Linked DNA regions of Ovis aries: region 2 is linked to region 1. A link is a contact called in public Hi-C data. All regions are on one chromosome and are shown on one strand. Each heading gives the region's core, a stretch centred on a gene start, on an enhancer-like site or on the middle of the called end of the contact. The rest is flanking DNA. Distances are from core to core; before and after follow the strand shown. Region 1 has its middle 64 kb from the start of USP24. Region 2 holds the start of PLPP3 (phospholipid phosphatase 3).

Region 1 (5,009 bases), core at 685-3,184:
AAGGGGTTCTTTGTGATTTTTGTCATATTTTTAGAAGACATTGGATGGCTACAGCAGGAATGGGGGTGAAGCAGCATGAGAATCCATGGAAATGACATCAGGCATGCACCCTCTCGACTTAAAGTAGAATTTCCGTTTGACTCAAGAAGGAGGGGTGGACTTCTGCTCTCTTTTCCCACTGAGCGGCTCCCACTGCCCACAAAACAGTGCCCAGCGCTCCCTAATCTGGCATCTCAGAGCCTGCCCGGCTGGCCCCAGCCTACATTTGCAAGTTTGCTTCCCAATGCTGTACTTCATAGGCTCGCACAGTCTGGCATCATACAGTCATCAGCAGCACAGGCTTCAGAGCTGACATTCCAGAGCGCTAACCTGGGCCCTGTCCCTTCCCAAGCGATGTGACTTTCGGTCAGGGGTCCAGGCTTCCTGACTCAGGTTCCACCTCCTAAAAGTAACAGCATTTGCTACAGATGAAGTACAATTATGCAGGTAAAGCCTGCAACACATTGCCTAATCCAACTTCAGAAGTCAACCAAATGCAGGTGATAACAAACCAATCTCCTGGTTATGCTGTGTCTTCAGAATCCTGCCTGCTCAGTCCTCCGCCAGTGCAGACCCACCCCAAGCCCAACACTTCCAGCTGCTCCAACCACAGGAGCCCCTCGCCTGGCTTTAACCTCCACTCCTTCCTCAAGACTCCAAGTACCCACACTCACCCTGCAAGGGCTGCCGCCAAGAGAGAGAAATACCGCCGGATTGAGCCCCAAAAGACCCCAGGTCAAGTCCCAGACTTTCCAGTGATTCACCACCTGATCTCTCACCTGTCACCCAGCATCTCTGAACTTCTGTTTCCTCTCCTCTAAAACAGGGATATCTGCCACAGGCGGAAAATCAACAGAATGACATGTGGGAAAGGACTTCACAAACTTTGAAATACCACGGAGTATTTAAAACATGGAACTACTGACTTTCAGGACAACAGTAATATAAGCAAGAAAGAGTAACTTTTTATGATCTGGTTCTGCCATTTCACTGTATGGTGTTTCTGCTGGAAGACCCAGTGAAAGTGAAAGTTGGTCAGTCGTGTCCGACTCTTTGCGACCACATGGACGATACAGTCCATGGAATTCTCCAGGCCAGAATACTGGAGTGGGTAGCCTTTCCCTTCTCCAGGGGATTTTCCCAACCCAGGGATCGAACCCAGGTCTCCTGCACTGCAGGTGGATTCTTTACCATTTGAGCTACAAGGGAAGCCCAAGAATACTGGAATGGGTAGCCTATCCCTTCTCCAGGGGATCTTTCCCAACACAGGAATCAAACTGGGGTCTCCTGCATTGCAGGCAGATTCTTACCAGCTGAGCCACAGACCCAGTATACAGATTCAAATATACTATCTGAGCCACCAGGAAGCCCTCATATATACAGGCCACTCTAGTTCACTGTCACCAATAAGCAGAATTTCCACAGGTGCCCTCTGACCCCAAAGTCCTTCTCTGAAAAGTGTAGAAATAATTTATGTTGTTGAAATGCTACTTCTCATTTGCAAGGTGCTTTTGCAGTTTACAAACCACGCATACATCCCAGGGCCTAAGGAACATCAGTTAAATGAACAAGCCAGCCAGAGTCCTTGGCAACAGCCTGGGTCTCTGATCTCCCTCCAAACCAGAAGGGCCTAGAGCTTCTGATTACTTGAAAACCTGAGAGCAACCCAGGCTCACCCACAAAGGGCCAAATGCCCGTGGGAAATGGGGTTCTTTCCAGCATCTGGTCATATGTCAAACATCAAGCTGGAGCTCTGTAACCTGGGAGGTAAAGGATTGCTTATGTTTTATTTCTCGCAAAGTACAAATCTAGTCATTCTTCTTTCCTCTCCAGCCTACAGCCTGAAAACACACTTGCAAAGTGTGTTTTGCAAGTACAGGTCAAGGTCTCTACATAGCCTATGCCACAGTTCCCTTCATTTTAACCTCTTTAGCTGACATGTCTTAGGCAACACCTAGTTCACAAGGCTTAAACTGTCCAGTTTCTTTGAGATAGGGGAAGATGTCCAGGGGAAGTAAATTTATCTGTAAGCACAAAAAGATTAGCTGATGTGTGTTTATTGCCACACAGCATCATAGCTGAGATCAGAACCTGTGGTCTTTAATGTTCTAGGCTGCCTCAACGATTTCCACTTAAACAGTGGAAACCCTGCTGAGGTAAGGAAAATGATGGGTTTTTTAAAAAAATTTATTGAGGTATAGTTGATGTACAGTATTGCAAAAGTTTCAGGTGTACAACATAGTGATTCACAATTTTTAAAGGTTATACTCCATATATATTATTATGAAATATGTGCTATATTGCCTGTGCTGTACAATACATCCTTGTAGTTTATCTATGTTTTATACAGTGGTTTGTACCTCTTAATCTCCTACTCCTATTCTGCCCCTCCCTCTCTCCACTGGTAAACACTAATTTATTCTCTATTTTATCTGTGAGTCTGCATCTTTCTTGTCATAGTCACTAGTTTGTTTTATTTTTTAAATTCCATATACAAGTATTTGTCTATGTCTGACTTATTTCACATAATATCCTCCGAGTCCATCCATGTTGTTGCAAATGGCAAATTTTCTTTTTTTTTCATGTCCGAGTAGCATTCCAGTGTGTGTGTGGGGGGGGGGGGTGGGTGTGGGTGTGGGTGTGGGTGTGTGTGACATCTTCTTTATCCATTTATCTGTTGATGGACACTTAAGTTGCTTCCATATCTTAGCTATTATAAATAATGCTGCTATGAACATTGGGGTGCCTGTATTTAATATCTTTTTCAAATTAGTATTTTTGCTTTTTGTATTTCAGATATATTGGAATTGCTGGGTCATATGGTAGTTCTACTTTTATATTTCTGAGAAACTTCCATTCTGTTTTCAGTAGTGACTACATCAATTTACATTCTGACGAACAGCATATAAGTATTCCCTGGAAACTGACTGGGGTCTAGGAAGTTAAACTGAAGTGAAAAAAAAAAAATCATTAATCAAAGCTCTGCCCCTAGTTCATTGTGTAACCTTAAATAAGTCAATTCCCTTCACTGAAGGTTATTTCTTCACTGGTTAAATGAGAAAGGTGGACTAGATGAGATAGAGCAAGTACATATCACCCTTACTCATCCACCCAAAAGCCCGGGCAGACATTGCTAATCAATCACAGCACCCATTCCCCATAAGCAGGATGCAATACATTGCTTCAGGCAATCTGTACAAGTAGATCAGACCTGGCACATGAAGTAAATACAATCCATTTACCATCCCTGAGCTAGATGATTTTTATCGGTTTTGACATTGTACAACCCATGAAGGATAGAAGCATAAAAACAGAGATTAGGAACCTGAGACCTAGCGAGCACCTGCCCAAACTTTCAGTGCCAGTGAGAAAGCATCACAAAATCTGAGTCTCCATTTCCTCATTTGTAAACAGAGTGTAACAGCTTTATTTTCCTTATTTTCAAGATCTCTTTGAAGATGAAACTCAAAACAAAAACCACATAAAACAGCTTCCTCAACGGGAAGTCCTCTAATAATCTTAGCATACTAACATTTCTTAGTGAAAGTCACTCAGTCATGTCCAACTCTTGTGACCCCGTGGACTGTAGCCTACCAGAATTCCTCTGTTCATGGAATTCTCCAGGCAAGAATACTGGAGTGGGTATAGCCTTTCCCTTTTCCAGGTGATCAACCCAACCCAGGGATCAAATCTGAGTGTCCTGCATTGCAGGCAGATTATTTACTGTCTGAGCTACCAGGGAAGCCCAACATTGTTAAGCACCATGCTAATTACTTTAGGTTTATTTCTTGTCTCATTTGAGTCTCACAGAAGCACTATAAAGTTGGGTTTCTAGCACATTTGTAACCAAAGATCTTATTAATACATTATGAACTCCTCTCTTTGTCCAAATGTTCACCTTGGAGTCTGGTGTAGTCAATACTTACTGATTTTATATGACTCTCTGGAGGAAACTGTGTGACTCCTGAAAACTTAGGGGCATATTTTAGAAGGTAAAGTATAACAGTTAGAATGCACTGGGATGACCTAACAATGATTTCAAATCCTAAGGATGGTTGAGGATGTGATATATGGACCTTCACCTCAGGGTTCCAAGATGGCTGCTGCAGCTCTAGATACCACATTTTCACAATATGTTTCCAAAGTGAAAAATCACAAGGGTAGCTGAGACGATGGAAGAGCTCTCACTGAATACCTAGTTTCCTTTATCAGGAAAGGAGACACTTTCCCCTGCTGACTTCCTTATGATTCATTGGGTCATATGATCACCAGAGAACAAAGGAGGCTGGGAAAAAAGAGTACCTGGGAAGAAGGCAAGCGAGGAAGGGTCACTGGGTACCCAAGTAGTAATGTCTACCACCAGAGAAGGCAATGGCACCCCACTCCAGTACTCTTGCCTGGAAAATCCCATGGACGGAGGAGCCTGGTAGGCTAATATTTCTAGGAGTCTTCATGTATTAGTTTCCTGTTGCTGCTATTACAAATTACCAATAATGTAGTAGTTAAAGTAAAAACATGATTTTATTATCTTACAGATCTGGAGGTCAGAAGTCCAAAATGGATTTTGCTAGGCCAAAATGAAAGTGTCAACAAAACTGTGTTCTTTTCAGAAGCTCTATGGGAAAACCCTTTTCCAGTTCTATAGGCTGCATTCATCCCATTACTTGGAGCCCCTTTTTCTATTTTCAGTGCCAGCAACAAAACATCTTCAAATCCCTCTCTGACTCTGGCTCTGCTTCCATCCTCACATCCCCTTCCTGATCTAACCTTCTGCATCCCCTTCCAGCTTTTAAGGACACGTGTGAGTACATTGGGTCCACCAGGATAACCTCCGTACCTCAAGGTCATTAACTTAATTACATCTGCAATGTTCTCTTTGCCACATAAGGTAACAGTCACAGGTTCTGAGGATTAGGTAGTGGACACCTCTGGGGGCCTATTATTCAGACCATCTCATCTCACATGATTCC
Region 2 (5,009 bases), core at 1,098-3,597, 1.5 Mb before region 1:
GATAACAGAACAGAGGAGTCTACAGTGGATATAAGTGGCTGTCAGTGGCACTTAATGATCCTCAGAGGACTTTTGATGCTCGGAGGAGGGAAAAATCAGAGGGGGCTGCTGAAGTCTCAGGGGCTTGTTTTTACTTTTCATCTGGGATTCCAAAGACGTAGTTTGGTGACTTAGAACTTCAAGGACGATCGTCATAACAAGGAGCGTGGGGTGGGCAAGGGTAGACATCAGAATCCCAGAGTTCCTTTTAGAATGTCAGTAATGGTGAATTGGCCTTGTAATTGTTGTAATTGACCTTGTACTGTTTCTGCTATTTTAACATGTCAGGAAGAAGCATTTCTCACTGTAAAGGTGTCTAAGGGATTGGTTCTCTTAATTTCCCTGACTTTTCCTTGCTGCTATTTGAATGGAGAATGCTGGGTCTAATCTGCATCTAGATACCGCAGCTCCAAAACCGTCTTAGAGACAGAAGACAGTGATTTTGCCTCTCTGTGCCAACCCACTGGTTGCTATGCAGTCTAGACTTGAGCTTAATTTTGCAGGCACCAAACTCTGTGCAAGATACCTGGGAGATGCTTCAGAGCTGATAATCTACAGAGGGCACTAGTCTTTACTAACTATAGTACCAAATCAGATTGTGATAAATGCTACGAGAGTAAAGTGTTGAAGGGGAAATTAATTCTATTCAGCGGTCAAGGAAGGGCTCAGAGAAAAGGTGACATTTCAGACCCTAAAACAAGAGAAGCATTTTGGTAGTTAGAGAAGGGATAGATGTGTATTACAGGCAGAAGGAGAAGCAGGACAGAGTGTGGAGTGGGAAATGACTATTGGAGACAAGCCAAGTGGCTTGTGGTGGCTGGATATAAGGTTACTGAACCCCATAACAAGTCAGTATAAAAAAGAACATGATCAATATAATGCATAAAAAAGCTACAATATTTCTATTTCTGGATGTACAGAAAAAAGACATCTGGAAGGAATACCTATTTATGGTACTGTGTGCCCAGTTTTCTTATAGGCACTACAGAAGTTAAAAGGAAAGGCCCTTGCTTTGGAAATGTTTGTACTCTACTTGGAAGAAAAATTAAGAATTAAATACATTTTAAAATAAAATTAAAAATGAAATCAATTAAAAATAAAGTAATTTAAAAGCATATAACAATCTCTAAGGCAAAGCATTAGATCACCCCCAAACTACCCCACACCCACCTCCCTCACCCCCCGCATAGTGGTATAGGTGGGTTGGGGGCCAGTTGATCTAGTGGAGGGCTTGGAACTCCTTCACCCTGGAAACAGGAGTAAAAATCACAGTTAACACCTATACCTGGCACTGTTCTAGGCCCTGAGGTAGATTAGCTATTTAAGTCTTCACAGTTCCTCTGTTTTGGAGAAACACATTAACTCCAGTTTACATATCGGGAAATCCAAGCACAGAGCTGTGGCCAGGCCAGGATTTCAAACCACAGGTCTAGTTCCAGAGTCCTGCAGTTCTTTTCCTGCTCCTATCCTCGGAATCCTGGGCTTCCCCACCTGCGGTGCAGGAGATGCAGGAGACGAGGGTTTGATGCCTGGGTCAGGAAGATCCCTTGCAGAAGGAAACTGGCTACCCACTCCAGTATTCCTGCCTGGAAAATTCCATGGACCACGGTGCCTGGCGGGCTACAGTCCATGGGTCCATACAGTCACAAAGCGTCAGACACGATTGAGCACACATACACACACGCACCCTCAGATTTTACCCCAGTATCTGGTGCTGGGTGTTAAGATCTTAAAAACAATAAAAATAGATTTTTTTCTTTGAATATTTTTGGGATAATACGATTCAAATCAAAATAAAGACTTGAAAGCCCCAAACGTGTCATGGAGAAGAAACGCTTTTGAGCTGTACAGCTTAAACTTTTGCCTGACCCAAGGCCAGCAAGAAAATGTTTCTTTTTATACTGTTTTTTCCCCCTCCTTTTGTGACAGTTCAGTGTTTCTGAACGCTAGGGGCTCCCGGATTCTCTGGTTTGAGAGTAACTTTTCCTTTTAGGATTTTTTTTTTTTTTTTGGAAGGGGGTGGGGGAAATGTGGCCTTAATTATCCTACGTCTTAGGCTGCTTAAGGAAGGGGCTGTGCTTTCAGAATCCCTTCTGAGCCAAGTAAGGAGGTCCCTCTCTTTCCCTCTCTCTTTTTTAAAAGGACCTCGTGCAATAAAAGTGCTGAAAACAAACCCTGGTGATCACAGCGGCAGCCGCGGCGGCAGCAGCAGCAGCAGAAAGAGGAGGAGGAGGAGGAGGAAAGTTGGAGTCGCGGCAGCGCTGGAGGGTGGCTGGGCTCCGCTCAGCTCCGCTCCGCGCAGCTCCCATTCATTAAGCAACCAGGCGCGGAGGAAGGTGGCCGAGCGCCCGAGCTGCCCACTCGCAGCTTTGCGCACAGACACGCCAGCTCCGCGCGTTGCAAGCAATACAGCGCTGCAGAACTTTCCTCTCGAGAAGTTGGCTCTTTTCACCCTGGACTTTCGAACGATTCGCGGTTGAGACAGGAAAAGCAGAGGAGCTCCAGGGGGAGCAGAAAGCACCACCGCTTGCCTTTGGAAGCGGGCAGCGGGGCCGCACTCTCCCGCCGCGCCCCGAGCAGTCTTGGCCGGGAGGCGACCCGGGCGTCTGGGTGTGTGGTTGCTGTCGCCGGGCGTCTTGACCAGCGCCATGCAAAACTACAAGTACGACAAGGCGATCGTCGCGGAGAGCAAGAACGGCGGCAGTCCGGCGCTCAACAACAACCCGAGGAAAGGAGGCAGCAAGCGGGTGCTGCTCATCTGCCTGGACCTCTTCTGCCTCTTCATGGGTGAGCCCGGCCCCTCTGTCCCTCGGGCCCTCGGCGCCCGGCGCGCGTCCCAGCCCGAGTCGGGCTGCGCGCGGGGCGGCGTCTCCCGGCCGCGCCGCGCAGTCCGCCTCGGGGGCCCCTGCAGGCTTCTCGGGGAGCGTTCGCGCGGCTCTCGGCCCCCGGGTCCCCGCCCTCTCGGTTCCCGCCGCCTCCCCGGCCTGTAGAGAAGAGTTGGGAGCGCTGTAGGCTTTCGCGGGCCACTTGGCCACCGAATCCTAAAAGCCAAGCTGCAGTTGGAAACCCGGGCAGAATCCCACGGAAAGAGTGGGCTCGTCCCGCTAGGGAAGGGGAAGTCGATGGAACTGGGACCCGGAGCCGGCGTAGAGCTGGTTGGACATCCATCCAAGTAAGATGGATCTCCCGGAGCGCCGGGCTCCCGCCTGGAGAGCGCTACCTTCTCCCGGCTGAATGTAAACATCCAGCCCTTCCGCTGAGACTGCCCTGGCCTTTTCACTTGCTTTCACTCTCCTGAACGCCCCCCAGGGGTTGGGAGGGTGCTCTCTAGGGGCTTGATGCGTGGTGCCTACCCAGCAGTCACTTTTAAAGCGCCTACTGTGTACCAGGTGTTAGTTTTGACTGGCCCTCTCCGTGACTCGGTGCAGTATGAACGAGGAGGTCCATTTCACCAGTGAGGAAACTGAGGCACTGGGAAAACTAGCTACCGTCCTGCACTGGGACCAGCATTAATTGTACTCCCGAAAAGTTGAGGCAGTAGCTTGCTTCTGCTTTCCAAACTATTTGGAAGTCACAGCTAGAAGGAGTATAGGGCGTGGGGTGGGAGGGTCAGGAGGATTTGTGAACTGCCCCCGGGGCGCGGGGTGGCTATTGACACGAATATACAGGAGTTCCAAGGTTGAAGTCAGCTTAGGGTTGTTTTTTTTTTTTTTTTAAGCTAATTATGGTGAAATGGAAAGCGCGCAGGACTTGTCATCAGAACAGGGCCACTCTGCCACTTGCTGAGTGTACCACCTAACTGCCTCTTTGGCCTCAGTTTCCTTATCAATTGAGTGAGTGGGTTGAACTAGTTGCTCTCTGAGGCCCCTTCCTGCATTAAGAACTCGGATCTGGTCCAGGGGCTGTTCTGCCAACTCTGCTAACTGAAGAAACATCTGTGTTCCCAATTTCATTCCCTTAAAATAGAACTCCTGCACAGGAGGTTCAAGTCCCCTTTGAATTGGATTTGTGCACGCAGAGTGTGCAAACCAGAGGCTTCTTGGGCTGGAGTCCCGGGTCCCTGTGTTCATGACTCTGTAGCAGGGTCCTTACTGAGGTCCGTCTGTCCTTGGCTTGACTGTCCATAGTGAATTTTCAGAGTCAAAGGAAGAAGAGACTCTTGGAGTTTAAATGGAAGAATGGCCTCCTTTAGATACACAGAGACAGCTGAAGGTCAGTTGTGCTCTATGGAAGGGGAGAAAGGTGCCTGTAGAAAGGTGGCAAATCCCATTCTCACCTCTTCATACAAATTCAACATTAAGATGTTATGTAAAGGAATTGTCACTGGGGGGCCCACCTTCCTGAAGGCAACAGACTTATGCACAGTGGGGAGATTAGTGCTTAAAGTCTCCTTGCCAAGCTATTGAAGTTTTAAGAGATCCTCCCTGGTCCTGGGGGAGTACCAGGAACCCAGAAACACATTGAAGCTGTTTGCTGTAAACTTATCTGGGGCTTCCAGTCTTTACTGGTGTGTTTTGTTGGTGGAAGGGTGAACTCTTTCTAGACTGTCTGTTGCCATGTACCCTCCTATCTCCTACTTGGTGGTTAGGGAAGCAGAGCTCAGACAGTTTTGTTACCCTTCCCTCTGCTTTCCACTCTGATTTCAGAAGGCAATCCCAAGAGATGGTGTGTCTTATCAAAGGAAAAAGTGTGAAGGAATTTGCAGAAAGACACACCTATCAGCTATAGTTTAGCCAGGGACACACAAAACCAAAGATACTGTTGTGCGTTGAAGGTGTAAGTAAGGTGTACATTTGTGCATTTCAGCTCTTCATCTGTCCCGAATCTCCCTGTGTCCCTTCCAAAGCTAACATTCTATACCTAGCTGTTTGTTAAGTTTATTTACCCTTGGCCTGTTCCAGCAAATGGTTTTGTTTACTGTAAAAAATGTTTATAAGATAACAGAATCTTTTATTTTACCATAAGAATCA

The links. A called contact is a pair of places that touch in the nucleus more often than the background predicts.
Region 2: a Hi-C map of liver shows a contact between it and region 1, with 7 times the contacts expected there. The contact joins the promoter of PLPP3 here to the enhancer-like site in region 1. A contact is called at or near these places in 7 of 16 Hi-C or Micro-C datasets (hypothalamus, liver, mesenteric adipose tissue and 3 more).

Annotation. Positions count from the first base shown.
Region 1 is chr1:29,651,201-29,656,209 of ARS-UI_Ramb_v3.0, reverse strand. No RefSeq gene overlaps it. Among named protein-coding and RNA genes, the nearest start is that of USP24, 64 kb to the right of the region's middle. Within about 2 kb of position 1,934, at least 3 of the 54 cell types and tissues checked have an H3K27ac peak or open chromatin away from gene starts, as enhancers often do. A contact at or near this core is called in liver, where this site is marked.
Region 2 is chr1:31,119,610-31,124,618 of ARS-UI_Ramb_v3.0, reverse strand. It overlaps PLPP3 (phospholipid phosphatase 3), which reads left to right and starts at 2,347. Exons shown (of 5, transcript XM_012154685.5): 1 at 2,347-2,826. The coding sequence starts at 2,688.